Regions from separate parts of the Zea mays genome. Here region 1 is linked to region 2. A link is a contact called in public Hi-C data. All regions are on one chromosome and are shown on one strand. The core of a region is the stretch at or near the end of the contact, and the rest is flanking DNA. Distances in the headings are between cores, read along the strand shown. Region 1 holds the start of LOC100276061. Region 2 holds the start of LOC100281920.

Region 1 (5,751 bases), core at 1,125-3,624, 200 kb before region 2:
TTTTTTTGCCGACGTGGGCAGCTCCATAGCTGGATATTTCCCGTGGCTTTTAAGACTTTAGAAGAGTCGGCAGGTATCTTGTTCATGGTCAGTTGCTTGTGTGCCATCGTATCGTGGGACGGCTTCACATTATCTGCAACTGTACCAACCATTAAATAAATCAAGGAACAATTGGATCTATACCATTAAAATATCCAAACTTTAGATATATACCATGGACCCCACATGTCATTAACTCATATGGACCCACATGTAAGTGAGATAGTAATGGTATAAATCCAAAGTGGTGATCTTTTAATGGTATGGATCCAAATTTCCCATAAATCAAGCATACACATTTCTAAACATTCTCGAATTTTTTTGCTGTTGGATCAAGCTCTTCGTTACGAATTATGGTTCTTTAATCACATATATAGTAAAGTAACTTAACGTTCCCAGGTAATACAATAATCACCGTCTATGGTAATTGGTACGTAAATTTGCTAATGATTTGTTTAGGAGCAATGATACTGTAGATGATTGAAGGGACTAAAATCTTTTTGATATTTAATTTTAAATAGCAAGATCGAAGCGACTAAAATCTTCATGATATTCAATTTAAATAGCAAGAGGATTTTAGCCCCTCTGATATTCTTGCTCCCTAACAAACCTAAAAAGAGATAATTTTATCTATTTTAGTTTTGTGATCTAGCAACAAAACTTATATAGTTATGAACATAAATTGGTAATAAAGATATTATATACTCCCTCAGTTCCAAAATAGTAGTTATTTTTTTATCTTTGTTTTTTAATTGGTAATAAAGATGGACCTAGGCATATATAAAATATATACATCAACTATTGTATGAATCTATTAATTAACTAAAATAAATTATAATTTGGGACGTTGGGCATGTCCTAATTTTTCTTGAATTATAAGAGTTGCACCTTAATTACTAAAAAATACAAACTATATAAACAGAGCTTAATATTTTTTGTCTCTAATTTATTTTTTATCATCTGAGACTATACTGAAAGTTTTGTTAATTTTATTAGATAATTATTAACTAAATTAATTTTATATTTATTTTTTATAAACACTTAGCAACAGTAATAAAAACAATATCTAATTTTTACATAGATCTTTTGTTAGATAAAATAACTTACACAAATATTTATAAAATTTTCTGAGAACTTAAAGTATGGACCCATAATTTATATAAATATGTCTGACTTTATATGGGTTTAGATTCAAAGTTCTCAATAAATTCTAAAAAAAATATTTGTATAAATTATTTTAGCTAAAAAATATATATGTAAAATTAGAGATTGTTTTATTACTGTTTACTAAGTGTTTCTAAAAAAATAAATATTAAATGGATTTAGTTAGTAATTAATTTTCTTTAAAAAACAACAAAAGAATTTAGTTATTTAATAATAGTATTAGTTAGCGTTAGTAACTTTTTAGCCTATAAAAATAATAAATAAATTAGATACAAAAATATTAATATCTTTGAATTTAGTTTTATTTTTAGGTAATTAAGCTGATACTTTTAAAATTACAGAAAAATAGGGCACATGTAATATCTTATTACTAATTTATGTGTAAAATTTTATAAAATTTAGATACTGCTAGATCATAGAACTAAAATAAATAGAACTAGTGTTATTTAAATCAATGTCATGTCATCAAAATTACCGGCCAAAACTTTTTCCGACGTAGACATGAATGTGCATTGTTGTTGTTCATTCACACGGAGAATAGAGAAAGAGGACATATTTTTCTTCCTCTTGGTTTATTTATACAGCACTGATGGGAGTCCATCAAACTGCTTGGGAATCCATCAAATTGTTTTTGTGAAAAAAACTTTTGATGTTTGTTTTTCTTAAACTCGAACGACTTGATTTAAACTTCCATCCATCTTGATCCCCCCTTCACCCCTTCCTCTCCAAAAAGGAGCCGTTCTGTTCCTCAGCTCTTGTTCTGATTTTGAATGTGATCTTTGGTTAAAAATAGGATAACTTTAATTGGGCCTATCAATGAAAGCCCGCCACACGAATCAACCTGTCCCAATACGCCTGGTTCTGGGCCTTATGGACTCATGGTCAGTCCAAAATCCAAAGGCGACGCGGCGGATGGCCGGCGAGCGGCGAGTCTTTCTGACGATGCGCGGTGGAGGCTAGCTGTAGCTCACCAAAAGCAAATCGAAATTTCATCTGCTTATTGAGAGGGTTTTTGTACGCATGCGTTTCTGCATGCGTGGTTCAGTTTGCGAATGAATTGCTAAATTCAACGTTCGCATTTTCAGTTACACATATCCTTCCAAGCGCAATTTTTTTTAAAAAAAAAACTCAGACGGAGTTTGGCTGTGATCTGTGGCCCTGTGTGGGTGTGGACTTTGCATGCTTGGGCTCGTCGGCAACCGGACAGGAGGACAGCAAGGCGGAAGCGCAACCGGGCGTCGCTGGTCCGACGGGCGGCACGTGTCAGGGAGCGTGACAGGGGCGGCAGATCCGGACCTCCACGTCCGTATCCATATCCACATCCATCCATCAAACACGGAAGAGAGAGAGGAAGGGAGGGAGGGAGAGGAGAGATTATTTTGGACCAGTTCCACCGCTTAATTTGCAGGACCGCCACCCCCCGCGGCGCCGACGATCACCTCAGGCGTGCGCGGATATGGGGCGCCGCGGCTCCTACGACCGCCTCGAGGCGCTCTCCCTGGAGATCGAGCGCAAGCTGCACAAGGTAACCCACCGCTTCCCCTACCGTGCGCCGGCTGGCGCCCGTCAATTCGTGTTCGTCGCGCTTAATCGAGGACCAATCTCTGTCGCGCGCACGCGCTCACATCGCTTCGCGAGAAATTCGAGGGCGGCGGCGGCGGGATTGCAGAGGCCCTAGATTGTAGGCGGCACGCGTCTGGGTGCACCGCGTTGAGGCCGCTGTGGGCGGCGGCGATGACGGCAGACGGGAGGATAATGGACATTCTCTCACCTACTCATAATCACCCCCAAACCACCTTTGTCGCCCCCCCCCCCCCCCCCCCCCCCCCCCCCCCCCACAAACTGTCCTTTTTCGCTTCCTATATGGTGGTTTTGATGTAAAAAGGCCGTTACTATCATCTGAAACGATTTAGGCAACAAGAGTAATTTCACTCATAGGTGCCACATTTGTATATATGATGTCTACATTCCGTTGGAGTGGTTGAGATCATAATGTCACCTTCTGGAACTTTGAGAGCTGTGTGCATATAGATAGGCAGAGAGTCGGAAGCTATATCAAAATAGTTGTATAACCTCCATGTAATAATCTCGTTTTTCAACAATACTTTCTTAATAACAACAACAAAAAATCATAATGTCACCTGTTTGACTATCTTCCATGCAGGCCCTGATGTCCAACTCACAGCGTCTTCAGATACTTCAGCAATTGTTTGCTGACATCGCATTGAAGGTGGATGATCGCGCTCGAGGTGCCATATCTCACATAGTTTTGGCCGCTAATTTCATTGGACTTTTCTTTCCATATATATTAGATGTTTCATGCTTGCTATCGATATAATGCTTGGAATTATTCTGAAAGTTGCCGTCCAATGCAGCAAAGTTAGTAAAAAGTTTTGCTACAGCAGTTGTATGGGCTTGCAACTATGATGTATGATGACATCATTGACATGGTAGTCAAAAGGAAATAATAGAACAGATGTTGTGAACTTGTCATTTCCAAATTGTTATATTGAGATTGCTACACTACACTATTGGTTCGTTTCATGACAAAATGTATCTTTTGATGGAATGGTAAGTTCTTTGCATCTGTCTGTTCTCATATTGGCTGCTTTGAACTGGTATAACATGCACTATTTCTGCTTCAGAAAGTGACAACATGTATCGTTTTCTTGTGTTTATGTGATGCTAATTACTAGGATTGAGCTTAGATTGTGTGCACCATGGTTTTTGCAGACATGTTCATCAGACAATACATTCAGTTTGCACATTCACATTATCACATAGGAATATAGGATGAGCAGAGCAATTGAAAGAAATTTAACCAATTTCTCACTTGGAGCAATAGTAATGCATCTTTGGATTTCCTGGAGTCAGCAGAGTACTATGTTTTGTTGCTGTATATTTATGTTAAGTCACAACTTCCCCTTATGATAAATAAATTCTTTTAAGGTTATTGTGTCCACATTCACTGTGATCTTTTTTGGACCCTGAAGCAGAAAATCCTAGAATAACAAACTGCATTATACTTGAACAGATGCAATTATGAGTGAGAGTGATGATGGCATTGCTCCAGCAGATGAACGGGAGGATGGTTGGCTATGCTTCTATGAGATTCTTGCCAATCATTTTGTTAGAGTGCCTGAAAGTGGCAGGCGTATACTTGAGTTGATTGTGCAACTCTGGAGCCAGTCCTTCGCGGCCAACATATTTGCACTTCTTTTCCAGAAATGGGTATGCTGTGTTAGTAAGTTAACAAATGGTCGGAGGATGTATTAAATACATGCCAAGTACATTATCAAGATACCATGGTTTCTATTTCGAGTTCATATCTTTTAAAAGTATTCATTTAAATTTTCAGAAAAGAAATCATGTAGTTTAGGTTGACATGTAAACACAAATCATTGGTCAAAAACGTTAATCTCAGGATGCAGTAAAATTTAGTTTGATTATTCCTTCACAAGACATGATTCTCCCAATTATAGATACATCCATATTTAAACTTAGTTTACTGATTACAGTTTTGTTATGCAGTTGTTTGAAGCCCCTCTTGATGAAAAAGAAATATCGCTACGATATAGCTCTGCTCTTGTTCAAGGTGCTACAAATGTATTTTGGTATGATTGCAAATATAAAAACCATCATTATTTTTTTATTAATTCTTTTTAATCCTCAACTGTTTTCTGCTAATAGTTGAGAACAGATTGTGGTTCTCCTTTATTTATTTATTTTCTCCTTGAAACTGCCACTGTCTAAATACTATATTTTTTTTGTAGGATTGACATACAGACAAATACAAGACATTTTCTCTCTTTGTATCATGTAAGTGTTGGCTTGATTCCTCATGATTTATCTCATTTCGAAATTACTCTCCACTCTCCTTGTGTATTTACACCATTACATTTTTCCCCTTCTTTTATTGAACAGTATCTCCTTGAGGACGTTGCTCTAGTCCCTGAAAGACTTAGTAAAATATCATTACAGGTTATTCTTTTTCCTCATCGAGCTCTACTGTACCTTTCTCCTAACAGTGCCGAAGGCTACGATATATGTTTTCTCCTAACAATTTTCATCATTACTCTGTAGGCTGGTAGAGACCTTTTCCTTCTGCTCTCTAGATTCATGTTCTTCTATGATCAAGGTAGGTGCCCTTTCAGTATCTTCTTAAGGCTGAATGCTTATTATGTAGTCCTCAAGTGTTGCAATGTTGGATATGCAGATCACATGCTTTCTAGTTTCCTAGAGCATTTTCCCAATTTCCCAAATTCCTTCTTGGTTGGTGGACCAGCAGATTACTTTGTAATTGAACTCGCTGATCAGGTTGCTCGACTTGTGAAATAGATGTGCTATTCTGTTCATCTTATGATGAGTTGTATCATCAACGTCATCATCTAAAACTAACTGCCATGGTCTTCACTACAGCTTCAAAAGCTAAAAATTGAGCCAGTACTACTACACTACCTCTCCCGCATGAGCATACTTCAAGGTACTACCCTGAATATGTTTCCAAAGAAGTCAGGCGCACACTAATGTTATGATTCCGTTCGTCTG
Region 2 (6,279 bases), core at 1,441-3,940:
AGCCACGACGGCATGTACATAGGGCACTAGCTCCTCTCTGCTAGACACGTTAGCACATTGCTACACCCCCCATTGTACACCTAGGCCCTCTCCTTACGTCTATAAAAGGAAGGTCCAGGGCTCTCGTACGGAAGGTTGGCCGCGCGGGAGAACGGGCCGACGCATAAGGCTCTCGCTCTCTCTCTCTCTCCCACGCGAACGCTTGTAACCCCCTACTGCAAGCGCATCCATCCGCCCTGGGCGCAGGACAACACGAAGGCCGCGGTTTCCCCTTACTGTTCTCCCCCCTTTGTGTCCCGTCTCGCGCCGACCCATCTGGGCTGGGACACGCAGCGACAATTTACTCATCGATCCAGGGACCCCCCCGGGGTTGAAACGCCGACACCAATGTTCACCCTTCATCGCTTCCAACCTACAAGTACAAACCCACATGACTTTTACCTTCGTCGTTGACACCGTCTTTGTGATTCACATCTGCACAACATAAAGGCAAGAAACATATTATACTATTGAACTTGAGTATGCTCTTTCCTTCCATCAAAGTGAATCATTGAACAAAATGTGATATAATGACATAGAATGCAATAGAAACAAGGATAGCGAATGAGTTACCTACTCCTAAGGGTCAAAGCATGTGATATCATGTCCGGTGGATTGTGATATCCTGGCCCAAGGCATAATAGAATTAATAGAGTACCCATACCAACAAGGTGCATCTTCTTTTTCGGAAGCCTATCTCGAAAGAACCTCTGGTTAAGCGTGCTTGGCCTAGAGCAATCTTGGGATGTGTGACCGACCGAGAAGTTTTCTAGTGTGTACATGAGTGAGGACAAAGTGCGCACAAAAGACTCGTGTTGGTCCGTGGGGATGTTATATGGTCCTAGAGGGCTACTAGGAGTAAGTACCGCTAGACCCGGTGTGACCGGGTGTTACAAAGCAAGTCTTTCTATTTTTTGGTAACACTAAGCTAAAACCGATCATCTTCTTGACAGCCACTCATCATACTTAAACATCGTGGCCACATATCAATCACATGTTCACATGATCAAACTAAAACATTTTGATGTAAGATAATTCCATAAATTGTTGTACTAGGCACAAAGAGTTCATTAATACAACCATCAACAAATATGGTCTCAATTATTGGTTAATCTGTTTATTCCAAACACAAGTCTTTCAAACCTACAAACATTTTACTACAGTATTTAAATATAAAATATGTGTATAGTAAAAGCTATATACACATATTAGTTAGAATAAACTATAATTTATAACGAAAGGTGTAGATGACATGAGAGAAATAAAATAAATAATCAGAGCAGAACTCATTGCTTTTTAAAAGAAAATGGTAAAAATACAATTTCGGTCCTTAAAGTTGTCGAGATGTGTCATCCCGATCCATAACTTTTGAAGTATGCCTCTTAAAGGTTCAATTGTTGTTCGGGTCTCATTTACGTCCTAACGGATCGAAATAGACCTGTTATGACCGAAATAAACCCTTCTTTGTTAAGCCGACACGTGGGAGGGGAAGCTGACGGCGTGGGGCTTATGGTGCCCATCGACGGTAGCAAGCTCCCCCCCGGCCCACACCTCATGACCCTCGCGCACCTTGAGCTCCTAGCTGACGCGACCATCCATCGTCGCGCACGAGAAGCGCTTCCGCGTGGTGGTGTATCCACTGACCCTGCGCCTCCACTAGCTAGCGATGGGCATGGCCGTGGTGGTCACCGACGCTAAGGGGCGGGGACGGAGTAGGAGACCACCACCAGCAAGACAACAGAGAAGAATGTGATCCCCTTCGCGCGACGTTGGAGCTGTCGGACTTGCCGACACTATACGTACTTGTCTTACCGCCTGAGCACATTGCAGATTGCCTCCAGCATCCGCTCATCATGAGATCCTCCCCCCACCGCTGGCGATGGTGGAGAAGCAACAATTAAGGTGGAAGAAGCGGAGGTAGTAGTTGTGCGGCATGAAGCTGGGCCGCGTCGCCACGGGGCTCCATGTCTGCACCTCCACCGAGTCCTAGCTCGTCGTGCCGTGCTGGGTCATGGCACACGCTAGTAGTAGCTCCTCCAACGTTCCCCATATCTCCTCTCCCTTGTCGGTTGACGGCATAGCTTTCGACTCTGGTGACATGTCAGTGCCTCCGACCCGTCCGCCATCAGGCGTTCTAGTCTGCGAGGCAGCGGAGGGGTCGTGGACTAGAGCTAGCGGGAAGGACAGAGGGTGGTTAGGTGAACTCGTGTTAAGGAAGCAGGGAGGCAGTAAAGGCGGCCGGGTGACGAGCTTAGCTAAGACTATCTCCAGCAGCCCCATATTCAACTCTACTCTGCAAATAATATAATCTACAATGTAAAATAGTGTTTTAGCTGACCATATGAGTGAACTGCTGGAAATAATGCAGAAATGGTAGCCTAGCGACTAGGGCGTGCCACGGTGGCATAATAGGGAGGTAGAAGGGTGTATCGGGTGCAACAGATCACAAAGATTGACATATGGACGTAGCTACAACAACCTATTAAGACATCTGAAGTTCGATTGAGCTTTTAAGAGATAATATATTTTAAATTTTATGGACCGACAAGTCTAAGGTCCGGAATTGTATTTTACTAAAAAAATCAGGAATACGTGTGCCGCTGCCGCTGCCTGTTGCGTACTTGCGTTCTCGACTCTAAGCTTATCCTTTGTTCCGTACTGCTCGTCTGCTCCCCGTTCACCCCTCTCCCTCTCTCTCTCTCTCTCTCTCCACTTTCCTTTCCTGGCAGCGACGAGTGACGACAGTGGCAGGCGGGCGGGCGGGCGAGCGTCGACGGCGTTCTCTAGGTCTTCGTTGTCCCCTTCACCGGCGGCTGCCAACGCCCTTTGCCAGGTCTTCGTTGTCACCTTCGCCGGCGACTGTCACGGCCCCTTCGCCAGCTCTTCGTCTGCCCCTTCCCCGGTACCGGGTATGCTCGCCCGTTCTCTTTCCTCCATCCTGTTCAAAAGGACAACCCAAATTTAAGGTACCTGTATAGCTATTTGGGATCTGACCCAATTACGGACAGGTTTGGTGTGAAATTTGCACACATTAATTGAGGTAGGTATCTGAGCCCCCCCCCCCCCCCCCCCCCCCCCCCCCCCCCCCCCCCCCCCCCCCCCCCCCCCCCCCCCCCCCCCCCCCCCCCCCCGCGGGAAAAAAATCTTATTTTTCCGTGTGTTTTTATTCTTTGACGTCAGTCCATTTCATATACCCTTTGACCTCTTCTCACCGTAGGTGACAACCGAGTAACTGACATAGGTTCATTCCTTAAATTACATTTGTCTAACTCCAAGGATATGCGGAACTGGAAATCCAAATACACGTTTGGTTTACGCATTTAGCCGAAAGAAGAGACCTAAGTGTTACCATGTCCAATCGGGTATCCGGTATCCAAATACACGTTTGAAAAGATGGTCATCTATATTAGGTATTCTACCACATCGTATCTAGAATGAGTATCGATTATAGGTTACCTGATGGAGATGCTACAATGTTATTTAGATATATATAATGGGTTTAGGTGCCCTGATAGGTACTCAGCTGGAGTCAACCTTACATCTTCTGGAATGAGCACCTACTCGAAACAATGATTTCACTTTTCACATGGGTTGATAACTTGTAATCATCCCTTTTTTCAAGTCATGCAATACTATACGCAATGTTTTAATAGTGGGCTGAGCTTCTTAGCAGCTATCATCTGCAACATATAAGGGTGCGTTTGGTTCGGTTGTGAAAAAGTTGTTGTAAGCTGTCTATTGTGAAAAATCTACTTTGAGTTGCCCGCTATGCAAAACTGAAAATCCTTTGGTTGAAACTGTTGTGAAACCGTAGATTTCACGTGATTTGTCTACAATGCCCTTGAGAGGGCTACATAGATTGTTTATACTCAAACTGGTTGTAGTACAATGTTTTTTAGAATTGACATAATTTTTCACTATTACAACATTCAATTAATATTTCATAAATATAGATGAGTAGGAAACATTCAATATTTATGCAACAAAATAACTGAAAAATATATTAACAAGCTATAGAATGCCTGATGTTTATAGTTCGATGATGGATCATGCATGTCTTCAATTCAGGCACTCTTTCTTGTTACTTTTACCTTTTCTAGGAGGCTAGAAGAACAACTAAGTCACATTTGCACAAGGACCATTACAATCTTATCAACACAGGCGTATCAGGCCATTTCCATTTGTACCAGCAAAGAACCACTTATTCAAATGCACACACAAAAATCGAATCAAATGAGTAACAAGTTGCAAAAGGAGGCAAGGCATCGCCATCAGCAATGCGCCTTTAGTTAAGCGCGCGTCAGAATCATCCAGGTGGTGAAGAACTTGTAGAGCACGGCGTTGCCTATCAGCCTTGCCGCATCCTTGAGCTCGTCGAGGCTGCACCTAGCATCTTCCACGAGCTATCGCGTCGCTGACCACCACCCTTCCCGACACGGGGACTCGACAAATTGCCACCGGAAGAAGTCCTTGACTGCCATGGCTGTCACCATGATGGAGCTTAGCGCCAGCAACACGTCGTGGGTGTGGTAGATGACCGCCTCTTGGAGGCCCATCCATTGCTTCCACAACATGACGTGGTGGGGCGGAGGCCGAGGCTCGTAGCGCAGTTAACGAAAATATGTCCGGCGCTGTACATGGCGATGGCTTACAAGTTACAACTGCTAGGCGGCGAGGGAATTGCTCGTGAGCGGGTTGGCGATGGTGAGCGTGCACGTGGTAGAGGACGAGTTTTCCGAATACAACCACGGGCACGGGCACGACGACCCTTGATGCGGTGTGGTAGCGGTTCCAGTTGTGGTTGGGGTTGGTGACGTTGAAGGCGATGGGTGGACAGGGGTCAGAGTCGACTAGAAGGTAGGGAACCGTTGTAGGGAGGAAGAAAAGAAAAAAAATAACGTTTCACTCTTCACAACCAACTAGTATGGTGCCCATGCGTTGCAACGGAACACAAACTATTTGTTAAATGCTTATTACCTACGCATATCTATGTTCTTGAAGCGACGTGGTATACTGGTTACCTCATTTAAATCGTTGAATTTCCAGGGCATAAGAACCTACAAAATATCAGTCATTAGGATTGCAAAGAAGTGCCCTTTATAAATATCAGTCATAAGAACCTGCGTCTCCCGCCCGAGGGTGGCCTCGGGCGAGCCGTTATTGCGTCTCCCACTCGAGGTTGGCCTCGGGCGAGGCGTGACTGTGTCTCCCGCCCAAGGGTGGCCTCGGACGAGCCGTGACTGCGTCTATCGCCCGAGGTTGGCCTCGGGCAAGGCGTGACTGCGTCTTTTGCCCGAGGTTGGCCTTGGGCGAGGCGTGACTACGTGAGGTTGGCCTTGGGTGAGGTGTGACTGCGTCTCCCGCCTGAGGGTGGCCTCAGGTGAGCCATGACTGCGTCTCCCGCCCGAGGGTGGCCTCGGGCGAGCCGTGACTGTTTCTCCTGCATGAGGTTGGCCTCGGGCGAGCCGTGACTGCGCCTCCCGGCCGGGGTTGGCCTCGGGTGAGGCGTGACTACGTCTCCGTCCGAGGTGATTGCTTCTCCCGCCAGAGGTTGGCCTCGGGCGAGGCGTGACAGCGTCTCCCACCCGAGGCCACCCTCGGGCAAGCCGTGACTACGTTTCCCGCCCGGGGATGGCCTCGGGCGAGGCGTGACTACCTGTCCTTCCCGAGGATGGCCTCGGGCGTGTCGTGACTGTGTCTCCCGCCTGGGGTTGGTCTCGGGCGAGTGAGCGAGTCGTGACTGCGTCTCCCGCCCGAGGATGGCCACGGGCGAGTCGTGACTGCGTCTCCTGCCCGAGGATGGCCTGAGCGAGTCGTGACTGCCTCTCTCGCCCGAGGTTGGCCTCGAGCGAGTCGTGACTGCGTCTCCCGCCCGGGGATGGCCTCAGGCAAGTCGTGACTGCCTGTCCCGCCCGAGGCCTCGGGCGAGTCGTGACTGCCTCTCTCGCATGAAGTTGGCCTCGAGCAAGTCGTGACTGCGTCTCCCACCCGAGGATGGCCTTGGGCGAGTCGTGACTGCTTGTCCCACCCGTGGATGGTATCGGGCGAGTCGTGACTTCGTCTCCTGCCCGGGCTTGGCCTCGGGAGTCGTGATTGCGTCTCCCGCCCGAGGTTAGCCTCGGGCGAGTCGTGACTGTCTGTCCTGCTCGAGGATGGCCTCAAGCGAGTCATGACTGCGTCTCCCGTCTGAGGTTGGCCTCAGGCGAGTCGTGACTACGTCTCCCGCCCGGGGATGGCCTC

Evidence for each region. Hi-C and Micro-C count contacts between places; a contact is called where the count stands out from the background.
Region 1: a contact with region 2 is called in a Hi-C map of leaf, with 6 times the contacts expected there. The contact joins the promoter of LOC100276061 here to the promoter of LOC100281920 in region 2. A contact is called at or near these places in 5 of 25 Hi-C or Micro-C datasets (ear, leaf and tassel).

What each region holds. Positions count from the first base shown.
Region 1 is chr3:17,286,013-17,291,763 of Zm-B73-REFERENCE-NAM-5.0, reverse strand. LOC100276061 reads left to right here and starts at 2,374. Exons shown (of 11, transcript NM_001374095.1): 1 at 2,374-2,728; 2 at 3,368-3,452; 3 at 4,238-4,434; 4 at 4,735-4,817; 5 at 4,977-5,022; 6 at 5,128-5,184; 7 at 5,287-5,341; 8 at 5,420-5,520; 9 at 5,623-5,686. The coding sequence starts at 2,660.
Region 2 is chr3:17,088,681-17,094,959 of Zm-B73-REFERENCE-NAM-5.0, reverse strand. It overlaps LOC100281920, which reads left to right and starts at 2,690. Exons shown (of 2, transcript NM_001154839.2): 1 at 2,690-2,948.